3 separate regions of the Sus scrofa genome follow, and regions 1 and 3 are each linked to region 2. The links are chromatin contacts, called in public promoter capture Hi-C maps. All regions are on one chromosome and are shown on one strand. Each heading gives the region's core, a stretch centred on a gene start, on an enhancer-like site or on the middle of the called end of the contact. The rest is flanking DNA. Distances are from core to core; before and after follow the strand shown. Region 1 holds the start of SMPDL3B (acid sphingomyelinase-like phosphodiesterase 3b). Region 2 holds the start of FAM76A (family with sequence similarity 76 member A). Region 3 holds the start of XKR8 (XK-related protein 8).

Region 1 (2,863 bases), core at 90-2,589, 180 kb before region 2:
GGGTGAGTGAAGATTTTTTCAGTCAGTCCTAAACCTCCAGTCAGCCTGGCGAGGCCCTGAGTCTGCTTTATTATTCTCCATAACACTTGTTATTTCCTGGAATACGTATTTTCTTTTCTTTTCTTTTTTTCTTTTTTTTTTTTTTTTTTTTTTTTTCTTTTTAGGGCCACACCCGTGGCATATGGAGGTTCCCAGGCTAGGGGTCTAATCGGAGCTTCAGCTGCCGGCCTACACCACAGCCACAGCAACGTGGGATCCTTAACCCACTGAGCACAGGCCAGGGATCGAATCTGCATCCTTATGGATGCTAGTCAGATTCGTTTCCGCTGAGCCACGATTGGAACTCCCTGGAATATGTATTTTCTTGTTGGCATGTCTTTTGGTCTGTTTCTCCCCCAGTGGAGAAATGCTTCACCAAGACTGAGACTTTGTTTCTTCTCATTTCTGCCACATCCCTGGTTCCTAGAATAGCCCATGATCCATGAAGGCCCCCAACCAATATGTGTTGAATGATTCATGAATCTGCCTGCCACCCTCTACCTCTATCAGCTGTCTGGCTTTTATGTACCCACACCTCTTAACAATGTCACTGTCCCTCTTGGGGCCAGCTGTCACCCCCACTTAAAATCTTCAGGCTCTATAAGAAAAGTATATATGTATAACTGGGTCACTTCGCTCTACAGCAGAAATTGGCACACAATATTGTAAATCAAATATACTTTCTTTTTTCTTTTTTCTTTTTGGGGCTGCTCCTGTGGCACATGGAAGTTCCCAGGCTAGGGGTCGACTCGGAGTGGCAGCTGCTGGCCTACACCACAGCTCATGATAATGCCACTGCACTGAGTTAAGGAAACTGCAACGTCATGGATACTAGTCGGGTTTGTTACTGCTGAGCCGCTATGGGAACTCCTCAAGTCTGCTTTAATAAAAAAAAAAATCTTCAGGCTCAAACAGCACCCCCACCACTCGCTAACTCTCTCACCCAGCCTCCCTGCCCAGCTCCCTGCCTTGCTATTTTAAGCAGTCTTTTAGCTTTCCGTGGGCAGTTTCTAGCAGCCCTCAACCCTAAGTTCAGAGTACAAAACAGAGAGATCACAGGCATTCGCAGTGCCTACCTTGTCCAGCTCTGGTGACTCCCCAGTGGGCCAGGAAAATCAGCAGCACAGGCAGCCTCATTCTTGGGGCTTGCCTCACGGAAACGTGGGGTCCTCCTGGAGCTGTCATTCGAGCCACGGGCTTCCTAAATAGGTGTTGGTGGCCACGAGCCAGAGCAGAACTTTCTGTCCTGCCACTGGGTGTACCAAATCACGGGAGGCGTCTGGCTCCTCTGACTTTTCATCCTTTGCCCAGCGGGGTGTGAGCGGGGTTTGCCCAAAGAGCTGCACCTGCCAGGCCTTTGGACTCTGAAGTTGGAAGCAGCACCCGTCCTGCCAGTTCTTCAGAGCATGTCAGTCCAGTCAGCAACTGGATTTTCTGGGAAACGCACCCGACTCCAGTCGCTCGCTGACAGGCAAATACCTACTTCAGAGTTTCCGTGTTGTATCATGCCCACAGAACAAACAGACCAGTATTAAATGTCTGGCCTTTGCCATCACAGGAACTTAGCTGCTAGTTGGAGATAGACATGCTTGACCACAGAGGAAACAAGACTTGAGTCATCTGCTCATTTATGCCAGGAACCAGGTCCCAGGGAAATGGCGGGGGCCCAGGGCAGGCCCTGCCCTCCAGAGGGCAGTAAACCACTGGACTGCAGTTCAGCGTGTTAGGTGGCTTGACAAGCCCAGATGAGAGATCTAACCTTCTGGGGAAAGTGACAGGAGGTGACTGGGAGGAGGTGACACAGGCTTCATCTCTTTTTTTATTTTTTACTTTTTTATTTTAAGGGCGGCCCCTGGGTCATAGGAAAGTTCCCAGGCTAGGGGTCAAATCAGAGCTATAGCCTCTGGCCTACACTGCAGCCACAGCAACTCAGGATCTGAGTCACATCTGCAACCCACACCATAGCTCAAGTCAACGTCGGATCCTTAACCCACTAAGTGAGACCAACTTCGTGGAAACTAATCGGGTTTGTTAACACTGAGCCACAATGGGAACCCCTCTTCTTTTATATTCAAAATTGATAAACATATTCAGAAGTAGAGAAAATTGTGTAAGGAACCCCCAGTACCCATCCTCCAGCAACCCTAGTTATGAACTCGTAGCCAGTCTTACTTTATCTGCACTCTAACCCAATCCCATTGAATTATTTAAAGAAAATTCCAGGGAGCATGTCGTTTTGCCCATAAACACTTTAGTATATATCTCAAAAAATAAGGACTCTTTTATTAAAAGAATGCATATGTATATATGCGTGTGTGTGTGTGTGTGATGGAATCACTTTGCTGTACAGCAGAACTTTTTTTTTTTTTTTTTTTTTTTTGCTTTTTAGGGCTGCACCTGCTGCATATGTAAGTTCTCAGGTTAGGGGTCCAATTGAAGGTGCAGTTACCTGCCTACACTACAGCCACAGCAATGCAGGATTCAAACCGCATCTTCAACCTACACTGCTTCTCACAGCAACGCCATATCCCTGACACACTGAGCGAAGCCAGGAATCAAACCTGCATCCTCATGGATACTAGTTGTGTTCATTACCACTGAGCTACAATGGGAACACCTCACACAGTGTTAGTAATCAAATAGACTTCAATAGAAAAAAAATGTAGTCAGAAAGCCTTGAATGGAGAGCTCTCACTCAGATACCACTCATTCCGGCCTTCATGAACAGCAGGAAGAAGGAAAATGAGAATGTTATTTTTCATCTGGTACAAGAGAGGACATTTTCACATAAGAATTTTGTCTCTTGCTTGAAAAAAATAAAAAA
Region 2 (2,899 bases), core at 162-2,661:
AAACAGCCTTCAGTAGGAGGCAGAGACCTGGGTACTATTCCAAGCATATCCACTGTGCTTGAGTTAGTCACTTAAACTTTCTAGGACTAATTTCTTTCTTCTGTGATTCTGGCATCACCACCCTGCATTGATGTGGGAGTTAAGTAAGAATTTATATGGAACTAGTCATAAATTGTGAAACAAAAGTATGAATAAGTCACAGACTAGGAATCAGAAGCCCTGGATTCTAGTCCGGTTCTCCCTCTGCCACTGTGTGATTCTTTTCAGCAGGTTCACTTTTGAAATCAAAGTGCTGAATTAAATTCATTATTGCTCACAAACATAAAACTGCCCTAAAAAACATACATATGTATGTATATATACACACACACAAACACATGATTAAATATACATGTATATATATATATATGTCCAAAAAAGGCACTCAAACATTTGAGTTTTTGAGTTCTCTCATAAATAGTAAACAAAAAGTGAAGAAGTCCTGGCTATTTGAGGCAATAATGACATACAATTATGAGTTATCCATACCAGAGACACAAACTCTGGATTATTTGGGGATATCTCAACATCACTCTCCAGTTGGCTTAGTGACTTTTACTGTATCCTCACAACACCTCTACTCATTTAAATAGGCAAAACAAGATGAAGCAACTTAAAACGAAAAAAGAGAACTTGGACCTTCGGGGTAAAAACTGATCAGCGGCTGGTTAGGGCGAGGACCGAAGGTCACTAACTAGATGCTGAAAAATCATCCTTTTGCCTCGTGAGCTTGACAGTGGGGCTTTATTATAAAGCCTCACTATGTCCCACTCCGAAACTGGCTGAGAGGTGCCCGTGAGACGCCCGAGTTCGAGACGATCCTCCCAGGCAGCACCCAACTCTGGAGTTCAGTCCCAGGCGAGGCACGGGGTCCCTAAGCCTGAAACCAGGCAGACCCCGGCAGCGGGGAAGCCAGCCCAAGAGCGACCTAGGGCGCGGCTTGTCAGGGGCGTGAGGGGGACCCGCTGTCCCCTCCCCCGACCTCGGAGGGTCAGAGAACAATCCCTCGCGGTTGCTAAGCGCCCGGACACGCCCGCCGCGGGGGCCCGGATAGGGCCTGGATCTCCCCTACATGCCTCGCCGACCCCCAATGGGGCGGGTACGGTTTCTCAGTTCTGTGAGCCAGCCACGCCCTGCCCGAGGGACCCCGCCGGGCGTCCCCGCAGAACCGGGAGCTCCGGGCCGCGCCTCCAGCGTCCCAGTTCCCGGCCGCCGCCCCAGCCCGCGCACCTTGCACAGCTGCTGCCCCTGAGACAGCGCCTCGAAGGGGAAGCGCTGGTGGCACTTGGTGCAGGCGTAGAGCGCCGCCATGTCCGGCCCGGGCCGTGCTCACCGCCCCGCCGGCCCGGCCCGCCGCTTTATCTGACAGTCTGAGGTACAACCTGGCGGCAGGCTGCGGGCTGCGGCAGGCGGGCGGGCCCTCGGGTGCGGGCGGACCAGGGCGGGCGCGGCGGCGCTGAACGCCCGTTCACTGGTTCATTTAGACGTCTATCAAGCACGAAGGGGCGGGACACGGAGCTTCTTACGACTCTGATTCGGTCTGGACTCGAGTACGCCACTTATGACGCGCGCGGCCTCGATTATGTAAAGCGCAGTCACGCGGGGGCGCCGCTGGGAGGGACGGTCTCCCGCCGGGAACCTCGGAAGCGCCTAAGACTCCTCCCACTTCGCTCTCGGTTCCCGCCTTCGCTCCTCCTCTCCCCGGCCGCTGGCGCAACCGCGCTTCTCGCGATACCTCCACGGAGTTGTGAGGTTTCAGTTTCCATGGAGTTGCCCCCTGGCAGCGGGTTGGGTGGAGTGTGTTGCATGGTTGAACCAGACCTCTGTCGCCACCCGGTGCGTGAAGATGAGCTTGTGAGAAGAAGCCTCCATCATCCGGGCAGGAGGGGCCCTCACGGCCCTCCCACTGGAGGGCCAGGAGGGAACCCTGAGAGGCAACTTAGAGGAGTGCCCTCTGAGACCCCTAAAAACGGAAAACTCTAGGGTCGCTGACCTGCAGAGAGAAATAGAGTGGCCCCAGAGAGAGCACCCCTGTGTTGTTTCTACACAGGGCCTTCTGGCTGCTAGAGTGATGACAGCTCCTCTAGGAGGGAGAAGACGGATACTAAGGAGAAGCCTTCCACCTCTGAGAGCCCTCGCGCCCCAGAGGCCCCGTCAGAGTGGGATGCAACTGGTCTGAGGCCTGCTTCCTACTGTGTCTAATCCAGACGCACCCTCAGCTTCTTTCTTGAACTGCCAGGCATTTCCTGGTTAGGCCCGGCCGGAAGGCGAGCTACGCCCTCCTATCCTAGCTACGTGTCCTAACTGCTCCCTGCCTGGGGCATCTAGGGGTAGTCCAAGGAATTGCAAACTTGTGGTTTTTTGTTTGTTTTGTTGCTTGTTTGTTTTTGTCCTATTATGGCCACACCCAGGGCCTATTGAAGTTCCCAGGCTAGGGGTCAAGAATCCGAGTCGCGCGACCACAGTAATGCCAGATCTGAGCTGCGTTTGGGAACGACACCGCAGCTCGAGGCAACATGGGATCCTTTAACCCACTGGGCAAGGCCAGGGATGGAAGCTGCAACCTCATGGATACTAGTGGGTTTCCTTACCACTGAACCACAAGAGGAACTCCCATACTTTTGGTTCTTGAGGCTTTGGCAAAGCTTCCTGCAGTGCTGACCTTTCCAAGTCTCTGCCTATAGCTGCTCTTAGGCTGAGATTAGGTTTAGCTCTGCCAACCGCTTGAACAGTACTAACTGCAATTTTACCTCAACGTGCTTTTTTTTTTTTCCACAGCAACTGAGGGCGCATTTGTGGCTTATAAATCCCTGCCTCCCCAAAATTACTCTCCCTGATATCCAAATCCAGCCCCCCCTCC
Region 3 (2,912 bases), core at 115-2,614, 200 kb before region 2:
CTCCATTTAATCCCTACACTAGGATCCCTAGAGCAGTGAGTGAATGGACACCTGGAGGGATCACTTGACTTGCCCAAGGCCCTGCCCACAGCTGAAAGGAACTTGGGGGTCTGTTGCCATCCCAACAGAGTTCACCCCAGTCAGGCATGTGCTGGGCACTCTCCCTTCTTCCCTTCACACCAGGCCTGCCAGGCACACTCTCTCTAGATCACTACCTCCTTTTAACAGAGGAGAAAATTGAGGCTCAGAGAAAGGCAGGAATGAGGCCACAGGGAGTAAAGCCAGGACCAGACCCCAAAGAGGCCTGACTCCCAAGTTATGTGCCTCCCTTTCCTCTCAGGGCCTCAGTTTCTTCACCTGTGCCAGGAAGAGTACGGCCGATGAGCGCCGAGGGCTGTCAGTCAAAGTTCTCTTTCATCAGGGACCAGGAGCTCACCTGTAGGTAGAAGCGGCCCCCTAAACTAAGAGGGGCTTAGTTGCCTCTCCTTGGTCCCAGTCCTCTCCTTTCCGCCCCCTTCCCTAGGTCAAGGCTCTCACCTTACTACCAGCCCAGCTTCGGGAGGTGACGCCGACCTCCGTTCCTCCTCCCCTTTCCCCGAGGGCGGGCCACTCACCTGTACAGGTAGCCCAGCTGCAGGAGGTGCAACAGCGCCAGGCGCTGGCCTGGGGGCTGCGACGCGTGCAGGCCGGTGGGGTCGGTGCGCAGCCAGACCCAGCTGAAGAACTGCAGCGCGACCGAGGCGAGGCCCAAGAGCGCCAGCACTAGCGCGGCCCACAGGTAGCGACCGCTAAGCACATACTGGCTCGCCGCCCACAGGTCGGCGCCCAGGTCGATCAGGAAGGCGAGGGTGCCCAAAACGCCCAGGACCAGGTCCCTGAAGAGCACGGCGTGGAGCGACCAGGGCATGACCCGCCAGCTTCTCCCGCTCCTTCTCTTCTGAGCTTGGACCCTCCCTCCCCGCCCCGGGCCGCAGTGGCAGGAAAGAGGCGGGCACAGCCCTCCGGGCCGCCCAGACCCGTGCCGCTGGGCGGGACTTCCTCGTCCCGCAGCGTCCGGGGAGGAGCCAAGCTCGCAGACCCCGCGGTCGCTGCAACAGCCGACCCACCGGTCCCTGGCGCTGCAACCTCCCTGGAGATCCCGAACCCCGCTAAGCCCTGAGGGCCCCGAGGACCGCTGGGCTGGAAGACCGAGCATCCGAGGCGCAATGCCCTTAGTTTAGCAGCTTCTAATCGCCTTGTTTCATATTTGAGGCTCCTGGAGGCGAAAATGGCCTGGAGATTAACGCCCGGACTAGAACTGCGATGTCTCCCGTCTGCATTGTTTCAAAACAAAGCAGCAAAGCTCAAAGGCCGGTTCCGACCCATGATTGCAGGACTTCGCCAGTTATGGCTGGAGTCCAGACCGTGTGCCAGGGGAGACCGAGGGCACTGGATCAACCAGGCGCATCTTCCTGGCAGCTCATTTTACTCCGATTATCCGAATGGGAGGAGGGCAGGACGTTCAATAACTGCGCATGGGAGTTGCTTTAAACATGATTTACTAATTAAAAGGAATAATGCACAGACTAATATGCACGACAGGCATTGTGCTTTGGATAAATGGAACTTGAAAGAAATGTGCTTCTGGTGGTGCATTTGGTGCATCATTTCCTGTTCGGCTGTCCGTCCTAGTTCATTCTGCGAACGCGAGGGAAAGGGTGGAAAAGTCCAGCACTCGAGAGTGATGCTGCCCCCATTTCCTCAGGCGAGACCTGTCATCCGACCTGCGGCGCCCCAGGTCACCACCGCAGGAGCAGCGCGCGCAGGCCCAGCAGCGCCGCCAGCAGGAGCGCGAGGCAGGGCGCGTGCGCGACGCCGGGGTCACGCAGGCAGGCGGCGTACGCATCGAAGGCCACCTCGCGCAGCGCGCACACGTGCTCGACGCGGCAGGCCTCATCGCAGGGCTGCGGTTCGTAGCTGACCGAGTTGTAGTCGTAGTAGCGCTGCAGCACGTCCTTGTTGCTGGCTATGCGGCCCAGCGCCGCGTGCATGGAACCGGCCCCTGCGTCGGCACCCCGTAGGCCTCCGTCAACCGGTACTCAGGCTCCCAGCGCGGTGTCCCCTGCTCGTTCGCCTGGCTCAGGTTCAAGAAGTAGGTCACCATGTCCTGCAGAAGGGCGCGAAGCAGACAGGCCGTGAGCAGCTGGCCGCTTCTGCCCCTAATCCTCTACCTTGCATTCGCCCCCCAGATTCTAAACAGCCCCAGTCATAAGTGCTATTAGTTATTGAGCATTAACTATTTCCGAGGTATGCTTGGCAGACATTCTCTGATTGAAACTGGTAAGCTAACTGTACTTATTATCCTCGTTTCACAAATGAGAAAGCTAAGTCCCAAAGAAGTTAATTTCGGGAGTTCCCCTGGTGGCTCAGCAGTTAACAAACCCGACTAGTATCCATGAGGAGGCGGGTCCCATCCCTGGCCTCGCTCAGTGGGTTAAGGATCCTGGGTTAAGGATCCGGCGTTGCCTTGAGCTGTGGTGTAGGTTGCAGATGTGGCTCGGATCCTGTGGTGTAGGCGGCAGCTACAGCTCCGATCGGACCCCTAGCCTGGGAACCTTCATATGCCGCGGGTGCAGCCCTAAAAAACAACAAAAAAAAGAAGTTAATTTATTTGGTCAGGGTCCCATTCCACAGGGGTTCAGGAGCTGAGGCAGGATTGGAATCCAGGTTTTTTACCCCATGGCCTGTGCATTTTCTCATCAGGCAAGCTCCTAAGTACACAGAAAATTCTCAATAAATATTTACAGAATTAATGGATTAAAAGCAATTCAAATCAGTGGAAATCAACTATACTTCAATAAAGAAAAAAAAATATCTCAACCAAAAAAAAAAAAAAGAAAAAAAAGGCAGGAGAATGTAATGCCTGACTGAGC

What was found. Promoter capture Hi-C pulls out the DNA fragments that hold promoters and counts their contacts.
Region 1: a contact with region 2 is called in a promoter capture Hi-C map of liver, with 4 times the contacts expected there. The contact joins the promoter of SMPDL3B here to the promoter of FAM76A in region 2. A contact is called at or near these places in 1 of 5 promoter capture datasets (liver), 1 of 47 Hi-C or Micro-C datasets (epiblast stem cells) and 1 of 2 datasets of contacts at active chromatin or transcription factors (alveolar macrophages).
Region 3: a promoter capture Hi-C map of fetal liver shows a contact between it and region 2, with 2.1 times the contacts expected there. The contact joins the promoter of XKR8 here to the promoter of FAM76A in region 2. A contact is called at or near these places in 1 of 5 promoter capture datasets (fetal liver) and 1 of 2 datasets of contacts at active chromatin or transcription factors (alveolar macrophages).

Annotation. Positions count from the first base shown.
Region 1 is chr6:85,059,115-85,061,977 of Sscrofa11.1, reverse strand. SMPDL3B (acid sphingomyelinase-like phosphodiesterase 3b) reads right to left here and starts at 1,339. Exons shown (of 9, transcript XM_003127737.5): 1 at 1,116-1,339. The coding sequence starts at 1,224.
Region 2 is chr6:84,878,606-84,881,504 of Sscrofa11.1, reverse strand. FAM76A (family with sequence similarity 76 member A) reads right to left here and starts at 1,411. Exons shown (of 5, transcript NM_001243460.1): 1 at 1,270-1,411. The coding sequence starts at 1,350.
Region 3 is chr6:85,083,093-85,086,004 of Sscrofa11.1, reverse strand. It overlaps XKR8 (XK-related protein 8), which reads right to left and starts at 1,364. Exons shown (of 3, transcript XM_003127736.4): 1 at 615-1,364. The coding sequence starts at 1,195. It overlaps SMPDL3B (acid sphingomyelinase-like phosphodiesterase 3b), which reads right to left. Exons shown (of 9, transcript XM_003127737.5): 8 at 2,050-2,146; 9 at 1,522-2,047. The coding sequence ends at 1,779.